2 separate regions of the Pan troglodytes genome follow, and region 2 is linked to region 1. A link is a contact called in public HiChIP or PLAC-seq data. All regions are on one chromosome and are shown on one strand. Each heading gives the region's core, a stretch centred on a gene start, on an enhancer-like site or on the middle of the called end of the contact. The rest is flanking DNA. Distances are from core to core; before and after follow the strand shown.

What was found. HiChIP or PLAC-seq counts read pairs in DNA pulled down with a chosen protein or histone mark.
Region 2: an H3K4me3 HiChIP or PLAC-seq map of stem cell-derived excitatory neurons shows a contact between it and region 1, with 9 times the contacts expected there. The contact joins the promoter of CD96 here to the promoter of NECTIN3 in region 1. A contact is called at or near these places in 2 of 7 Hi-C or Micro-C datasets (blood and stem cell-derived neural progenitor cells) and 1 of 1 datasets of contacts at active chromatin or transcription factors (stem cell-derived excitatory neurons).

What each region holds. Positions count from the first base shown.
Region 1 is chr2:114,413,605-114,418,117 of NHGRI_mPanTro3-v2.0_pri, forward strand. NECTIN3 (nectin cell adhesion molecule 3) reads left to right here and starts at 1,558. Exons shown (of 11, transcript XR_001713521.4): 1 at 1,558-1,717. It also overlaps a transcript of LOC460575 not described here.
Region 2 is chr2:114,881,645-114,886,283 of NHGRI_mPanTro3-v2.0_pri, forward strand. CD96 (CD96 molecule) reads left to right here and starts at 1,962. Exons shown (of 16, transcript XM_063806963.1): 1 at 1,962-2,112; 2 at 2,772-3,305. The coding sequence starts at 3,245.

The DNA of each region.
Region 1 (4,513 bases), core at 308-2,807:
CTGATCCTTGTTCAGCTTTCCTGTTACTGGAACACATTTATGGCTATCTCGTGGAGATGACAGGACCTACATAAAATTAATAGTGTCAGGCCTGAGGACTGGTGTCCTCTGCCTTCAATTCACCCCCTACGCCGGACAGTCCAAATTGTCCACCCTCCTACTCCCCCCGCGGAACCAATGTGGCAGTGGCTCCAAGGTCAAGCTGCCGGTACTGCGCGAGGCGGGAGGATGGAGAGGGCAGGGCGGGCAGCCACCTGGGGTGAGCGAGGGTCATGGTGGACCACAGACGCTCTTCTTATACGGGCAAATGTTTAATACTTCCCGAGGTCGCTTCTCTGCCATCAAACGAAAACAGGCAAGAAAATAAAACTACACATACGAACATGCAAAGGAAACAAAACCAAAGAAAAACACCAACGCACTCGTTGGGGGAAATCCAGGGCCTCCTGTTGCCAGTCGCCCGGCGCGGAAAGTGGACAGCCCAGCGGCCAGTGAGAAGCAAAAGCAAGAAAGCAAACCTTCTGAGACCCCTCTCCTCGCCCAGCTCCGCCGACCGTTCTACCAAGCCGCCCTCCCAGAGAAAAGAGCAGGAAAAATGCCTGTGCAAACGTGCCTTGGCGAGCGGGGGATAAGTGGGCTGGGAAGAAGGGAAGGATTCGGAGAGCACAGCTGTCCCGGGGAACAGGAAGGAGGAGAAAGTCTCTCCCTCCCTTCAGTGCCCCGCGCCCCAGCGAGGAGGAAGATTACTAGTCCAGCAGGCTGCGTCCAGCTTCCTACACAGGAACCTTTAGCATGGGCAACGGAAGGGCAGCCCCCTCCTGCCTTCCCCTCCCCACCCCACCCCCTCGTCCCAGGTCCCCGCCACAGGGAGAGCGCCGCCCGGGAGAGGAGAGGGCCGAGCGTGATTGTCCCGCAGCCCTCGCCTCAGTCGGCGCCGGGGCCTCCGTGGACCCGCGAGGGGTGGAGTGGGCGATACCATTGGAAAGGCAGGAAAGGGGGGAAACCAGGCAGGAACGAGGGGCGGGGCCGACTAACCTATTCCAGATTTTCCTGTCCCTTTTAAATCTCTGCTGTGGGAGAAACCCCGTTATCAAAGTGGATGAAAAGAATATTTTTTTTTTGAAAGGGGAGGAGCATGTGTAGGAGGGCGGGGTGGGAGGAGACAGGGCTTGCGCCCGGGGATCAGACGGGAGCTGGAGTTGCGCGGGGAGGGCGGGCGAGTCGGGCGCCCGCTCTGAGGGTCGGTTTCTTTTCCCCCTCTTGCGTGGGGCGGGGTGGTGCGTTCCGAGTTCCCAGGAGTTCGAGGCGGGCGGGTGCCGGGGGGAGGGGAGTGGCGGCGGCGGGCGGCTCCCGCTTCAGCCTCGGCAGTGGCGTCGGCGACGGCGGTGTCGAGGCAGCCGCCAGCGCTCGGCCGAGTGTCAGCCGGCAGCGACGGCGCTAGAGCTGGGAGCTGGGGACGCGCGCTGGACCTTCCACAGCCTCCGCCCAGAGCCTGAGGCGCCGGGGCCAGGGGAGCCGGGGGGCGGGCGGGCGAGCGGGCCGGGGGGAGGGTGGGGGATGGCGCGGACCCTGCGGCCGTCCCCGCTGTGTCCTGGAGGCGGCAAAGCACAACTTTCCTCCGCTTCTCTCCTCGGAGCCGGGCTCCTGCTGCAGCCCCCGACGCCGCCTCCGCTGCTGCTGCTGCTTTTCCCGCTGCTGCTCTTCTCCAGGCTCTGTGGTAGGTGAACCTCGGCGGCCGGCGTGGGCTGAGGGAGCCGCCACTGAGGGTGCGGGCGCCGCGGCCGGCTCTGCCAGCCGTTCTCTGGGGCAGCGAGGCGGTTGGCTGTGCGAGCGAGTGCCGAAGACTTTGGCTGGAAACTTTTCGCCGCGCCCGGGGCGAGGCCCTGGAAGGGCCGGGCCAGCGAATGCTGAGCCGGCGGCCCGCTCCCCTCCCCCGCGGCCGCGCGGGTCGCCGTGCGGATGGCCGAGGGTTGGCGATGGTGCTTCGTGCGCCGAACTCCGGGTTTGCTCCGGGGACCGTTACTTCCTCGCTCATTCCCTGGGAACCGTCGTAGGTTAAGGTGCCGGGATGCACGTTTGCCGCTTTTTTTCCTGGTGAAACTTGAGCTGTGAGCCCAGAAACCCTAGGGACCGGAGCCCGATGGAATGAAGCCTCCGGGTCCACTTCTCATGGCCTTCCACCCTGGAGAAGGCACCATTTTAGCCCACCCAGCCGCAGAATCCCCTACAGCTAGTTTTCTTCTGTCTTGTGCCCACTCCCCCGGCTCTGCCCTGACAGCTTCTGGAGCTCTCGAGATTGACCCTCGTCCCTGCCTTCCAGCTTGTGGGACGTCTCTCACACTGCCCGTGCTTATTTTACCAAACCGCAGGAACAAGATTTACGTGTTAAATACCTGATTTCATGGACTGTGTGCCCCGGCTGTTCTAACCAAAACAGTCACGCGCCTGTTTCCCATCTCTTGACCCTCGTGTTATGTTACTGTTTTCCTGTCATATTTGGGAGTTAGTCTCTGAGTTTTCTTCCCAGGTATGCCAGACTAGAAGCCTGCTTATTAAGGACTGTGCTAAAAAAAAAAAAAAAAAAAAAAAAGTCTGCCTCATGCAAGAGAAATGGACTTAAGTGGTAATTAATGGGAGGCAGTGATTTGGGAAAATAAGGACACCAGTCTTTGGTGGGAGGAGGAGTATCACAACACTGCGAGTAGTTATTTATTTGAGGGCTCTTGGTAAGAAAAGTAGAGGGGCAGAACTTAAGCTTGGTCAAAGATTGGTTTTCAGTATTTCATAAAACCGTAAACTGAAGTTTTACTAGTATTTATTAAAAGGAGAGATGTGTGCACATTTCTTGAATAGTGTGATTTAGAAGGAGGAGAATCCTGTTACACGGTAGGTGAGTCAGGGTAGTTGGTTATGAGGGAAGCAAAGTTTGCATGATGGGATTGAGTGTCTCTTCTGGGCTGAGAATTTCCACTAACAGTTTACCACCACGTTTCCAGCACTGTAATGAAATCTGATTTACACAGAGTATAGTATGATAAATGGAATGTTATTAATTGTACGCTGTTTCTGTATGCCGACTCCCCAGATACTTGGTTCCAAGAGAAAGTTCTTAATGCTATACCTTTTTAAATTGATGCCAGAGTCTAGATTGAATTTGTATGCTGTTCTATTCCATGAAGGAGAATTGGGGATGTTGCTTACAGTTGAGTGAGAGGACAGTTGGAGGGGACCTTACCAGTTTACTATCCTGACTTCGTTTATGTTAAGGACCGAGAGAATATTTATACCTCCACAGAGGCAGATCTAGTTAGGCAAAGCTCTGTGGAAGACTGAAGCCAGGTAATATGCATAGCTGATGCAGGAATTATTTACATGATAATTTCTTAGTGGTTGTGAAAATGAATTGTTGATTACTTTTTGAAGGAACACATTGGTTTTCACATGGAAGAAGAAAACAGTTTTAAAAAATCTCAATGTAGCATTGGAAGGACTTGATTTTTAATTCAGAGCTTAAAAACTTAAGCAGTGTAGGCAAATGGACTGTGTTTTAGAGCAGGTGTAGTGTTTGGAGTCAACTCTTCTTGTTGTAGAGGTAGACACTAGTTTTGTATTCCTGTGTGCTACTCATTTAAACAGCTTCCTTTTTTGGCTTATAGTGTTATAACACCCTAATTTGTGAACCCTTATGACGAGTTTTTTCCATCAACCTTTATTTTGGAATTAAATCTTTGAATAGGGCACAGATGTTGTGACTTATGGAAGCTTAGTGGTATGGAAGCAAAATTTTCTTCAAGTAAGCTGTTAGTCTAACAAGTTGTTGATTTAACTACTGTTTTAATTAATAGAGTTATAATGTTATTCATAGTACTGCTTACAAGGTTTGGCATGTAATTAATATTTGCGTGGAGCCAGTTTTAGAGTTGAAAAGATTTTTAAGCTTTAAAAAGATGACTGTAGCTGATGATTTGTTGATGAGAATGCTTTACTTGTTTTATGACATATAGATTTTTCCTTTTGCTGCTATTTTTGATATTTTGATATGTTTGATATATAGCGTGGCCTTAACTTTATCGTGTTAATTTAACTGTTAAAAATATCCATCAAAACTGGTGGACCTGATATTCTGAAGGCTATAAAAATGTTTATATCAGACTTGCTGGCCGTTTGTTTTGGGGGTATGCATTATCTTATTTGGAGAACTGAACTTTTAAAATGAGAGTTTTACAGGTTGTCAAATTGCCAGATTTTTTTTTTTGTTTTTAAGCCTAAGAGATTCCTAGGTATAAGTGTCAGGGGGACTGGGCTTACATCATCATCTGACTTGATAAACGTCATTTAATTATGAAATTCGAAGTTTCTTTATGATGGCAATAATCAATTCATAGATGATTAGATTTATCTCACTTTTACTTCCCACCGTTTTTTTTTCGGGGGACATAGAGAATATTATCATGGGTATGGTAATGATGAATAACAAGATAGACTGACCTTTGTAAGGTCCCATTTGGCTCTG
Region 2 (4,639 bases), core at 712-3,211, 470 kb after region 1:
GTTTCTACCAGTCTGACGCCTATAGGGCCAAGTTTAGATTCCACACTTCATATGCTCTTGGCCCACTCAACCCCTAAGATAATTCCCCCTTTGCTAAAATCCTGCCCTACCTTCTCATTTGGGCTGTGCTTTATGCTGCTTGACTTTTTTGGTGCACATGGATGCTTCCTCCCAGCTAAATGGTAACTGCCTTAAAACTGAGGGTTGTGTTTTATCTTTGGTATTTTAAAATTATCTAGAACTATGCCTCTTCAGTAATCCCTTAAGAATTGACATACAGTAAGTATTTTTTAATTAACTGAAACCTTAACCATCATGTTTTCTAAGCATTTTGGAAAACATGCAAAAGTATAGCACTCTCATTTTTATTTTTAGTAAGTGTTTAAAGATAAGTAAGTAATATTTGAGTTAACCATTATGAAAACCACAAAAGTAAGTTTACCTTTTGCTCAACTTCCTGTTTCTGAAAATGTCCTTTTCTCATTGAGTGTGTTTAGCTAGAGCATTTAAAAAGTTTGTCCAAAATACACAATCATGGCTTGGCTTTAGCAGAAATAATGTGTGTTCCTGCTTCTCTTTGTAAATAATTGAATTTGCCTCTGCAGTTCAAGAAGATCACGATTTCTTTTTGTGTGTGAAACTGACTTGCTTCTGTTTTCTCCTTATGTGCAGCAGACTATAAGGCAGAAGAAACCCTGTGCAATCAGGATATGGTGGGTAGGGAGGATAATAGAAGAGATTGACATGACTTCCATAGAAGAGTTATTTTTAAGTATAGAGAACGCCTGTCTATCCCCATGCTGAAAGAGCCTTTAGAAAATATTACCAGGATTGAAAGGCAGTGGGGGCAATTCCCATCACCTGGGATAGCCGTGCCAGTCTGCGGAGTGTTGCTGCCACCTGCTGCATGCAAACAGCCATGGAGGGGCTGTTGCCTGGGTCTTGCAGCTGCAGGACACCTGAAGTGTAAGCATTCAGTTAATATTCTGTGGCCATGCATCTGAAATTGTTATACTTTCAGAACCTGTGTGGATCCCAAAGAAAAATTAATCAAATCTGATGGCTTCAGGACATAGAAGTTTCTAGACATAAGAATCATTAACTAAGCCCTGAACAATACCCAGAGGACAGATTTGCCGTATAGCCACTAAATGCATGGCTCAGGTAGCCCAACCCCAATGAGAGGCAAGAATTCTACTGAAAGTAAGTCTGTAGCACTGGAAAATAAACGACCAATTCCATGTTTCTGAGTTTACAGACTTTTTTGGAACAATTGTTTCGCTTTAATACAATAAAAGATAGGAGAAGTCTAAATACCCCAAAGAGGGTATTGTTCTTAGATAAGTCAGTAAATGTATATTTGAATTGGTTTCTACTTAGGTAAATTCCTCTTAATATGAAAAATGGAACGAGATCATAGAATCCCTTCTCTAGGCTTGTAATGTGTCCTGATTTAATAGGGACACCAACGTGCAAATCAGGATCTTCATAGTGCATCTCCAGGACTATTTTTGCTGCTATGCTTCATAAAACTTTGATTTACTAGAATTTCCAGGGGCAATGGGAAGAGATGAAGGTACCTAGAGCAGTTATGTCTCTTCCTGCCCTTCTATAAAGGACTTTGAGTTCCCAGGCCTTCCCTGGAAAATCACTGTCAGTACTACCTGACCCAATATCCCCAGTGACCTGAAACTCATGGGAAGTTGGGAAGGGGTGATAATAAAGGTTTGGGGAGCACTGGACTAGGCAAGCAGTAACTACATCTAAATTCTGCAAGAAATCATTAGCTGAGGAATACTGAATAAGTATGGCAATTATCATGGCAAGTATTTGCAGTGGTGGTATAGGGGGTGACCTGGACGTCCAGTAAGACAGTCGCCCTTGTTTATTTACATGAAAACCTCTCTTCTCCCATCTAAATTTAATCTCCTGACTGGCAAAAGCATTTCCTTCTGTCTTAGCATCATCCATATTCCCCACGAGTCCTTGCATAGGAGAGATTGGTGTATACATGATGACAACCTGACGAAAATTATCTCCACCTCACCTGAAAAGAATTCCCATCTCAGGATTACAATTGGCCTTTTCATTTGTCTTTGGTCTTGCTAGGTGGTACGTATATTCTAATAATAAAATTAGGGTCACAGGATATTTTAATCATTCATACGGTTGTATGAAGACACACATGTTTATTTGTAGTTATTCTTTGTCCATCAAACTTACAGTAGTCCTCAGTCTAATGCTTGTTTTCTTAATGTTGGAGGGTGATGACAGCCTATTTTATCTCAGGCTGAAAAACTAATACAATTAAATCAGAGAATCATAGCAGGGAATAGTCATCGTGTTCTACGAATAGCCAGACATTTTTACCAAGGGGTCACTTTCCTGAAACCTGTTTGCGGTTCTCTGTAAATAGAAGTAACTAGGCAGATGTAATAAGCCTAATAGCTCACTGAGGTGGGAATTCTCTGCCTTTGGATTCTGATTGTTACCGCCTTGCTTTGGCTTAGGCATAGATAAGCTCTTCTGTGGTGAACAAAAATGGCCTCCAGCCAACCTGGTGGGAGATTTCCCTATCTGACCTCCAACCTTCCCTTGTCTTCCCAGACGAGGGGTAGAAAAGTAGCCCTCACTCCTCCACTCCCAGGAAATGTGCATTTCCCTGCAAGAGGAGAGACAATAAAATTTGGTTTGATAGCTGACACTATTCCCTGTTACTTTTCAGATTTTATTAAAATTAAATGTGTTAATTCTTTGTTCTTTCACCCCAGGGCAATTCTGGAAAGAAAACATATCTTAAGATTGAACAGAAAAACTATTATGAAAAACACCAAGCTCACATTTGTTAAATGACTTTGTGCTCTTGAAAAAAAATGTATAAAAAGCACATTGCCAACTGCTCTGCGTGATATCCTTTGTTTGGATTTTAGACGCAGCTTGACTGACACAGAAATCCTGAATAAGAGACTCTTTGGATACTGAAAAGTCTCTTAAAGAAGGTGATACACAAATTTCAGAGAACAATTTCAACATTGTTCTGTCGAACGTTATACTCAGTCCTGAACCACATTACTTTCCTGTCTACGTTTCATTTCCTGGGGGCTTGCCAAGTGATAAACAGACCCAGGCGTGTGTGGTAGATTTCGGGTTTTTTAGCACGAAGTGGGTGGCTGGAGTTTGCTTGAAAACATCAATTGACTTTGTGATCATTACGGAAATGCTGGTGTAAGGTGTTCAGAAGACAATGGAGAAAAAATGGAAATACTGTGCTGTCTATTACATCATCCAGATACATTTTGTCAAGGGTAAGACTTCCAGTTGTCCCCTCTTGTCGGATGGGCCGCTTTAGGGGCAGATGGGGCCTCTGTTCATTTAAAATGCCTTGTGACTGCTGCTGAAATTGATCACCAAAGGACAAATCATTACTAAGGGTTTCAGTTATGTATTTAAGCAGCAGGTATAAGAGAGATGCTAGAATCTAGAAATGATTACTAATGAACACTAAAAATAAGAAGGGAATGGGTCATTTGTGCCACTGCTCTGAGGCATTTTCACCCATTTCCTTTCTAACAGGATCTCTGGAGTAATTGGCAAATTATGTTTCTTGGAAATGAAATGCTCTCCAAATGGTAGCCAAAACAACTGCGGAAAAATTAAAAATTACAAAGCCATCAACGCTCAGAGATCCTTGTTTAACTTTTTTCTCTCTCAAGTACTCTTTCTTTTGGATATAACAAGTATTTCTCATCCAAATACTGAGGTTTTTGGGAGTTGAAAACACGTTGAATTTTAATGAGGCATGTGTAGGTATGAACCTGGGAGGCAAAGTGGAATCCTTATGACAGTGGGAACGAGAGCCTAATGGGCCTATTTAAAAAAAGAAGGAAGCAAGATTAGTTCTGTATTCCACAGTATGAGAGTATCATAGTAAGCCTGAGTGTCTTAAGAATTAACTGTGCTTTTCAGATATAGCTATGAAAATATTAAGGAGAATTTCTAAATCAAAAGAGATTTGGAATATAATGCTGTAGATAGGATCAGAGCCATATTTTCAGGCAAAGGATAGCTCACAGGAAGTTACATTAAACTGTACTAACCTCTGCCTACCAAACTTTTGCATCCACAGAAGTATGATAATTCCCATTTGTCAAGTACTTTTACTTCTAAGAGGCTTGTTTCTTCTCAGTTGCTTGTCATCTTTTTATCTTTTCCTTTTGTGAGCTTCAGTGGTACTTGTCACAATAATATATATCATTTCTGTAACAGGATTCCATGTTAATTCTAAAACTGAGGCCAACACTATTGAAGGCATGTCACAGTCTCAATGCTTAACACATTTTAAGTGTCCTGTATCACTCGGTCAGACTGCTGATGGGAAAGAGACTCTGCTTATGTCTAGTATTTCAGACCATCGATTAGAGGTGATACTAAGTGGAACCTCTACCTAAGGTTAGATGAGGTCCTTTCAATCCTTGTATATTGAAAGTGAAATTTCTTACTCTAATCAACTAGACTGAATTTGGGAGACAGTTTGGAAGTTATGTGGAAGGAAAATAAAATAAAATAAGTAATAATAAAGTTTAAAATAATAAACATAACATAGGTAATAGTTAACATTAAGTATAGGTTACTTAGAAGT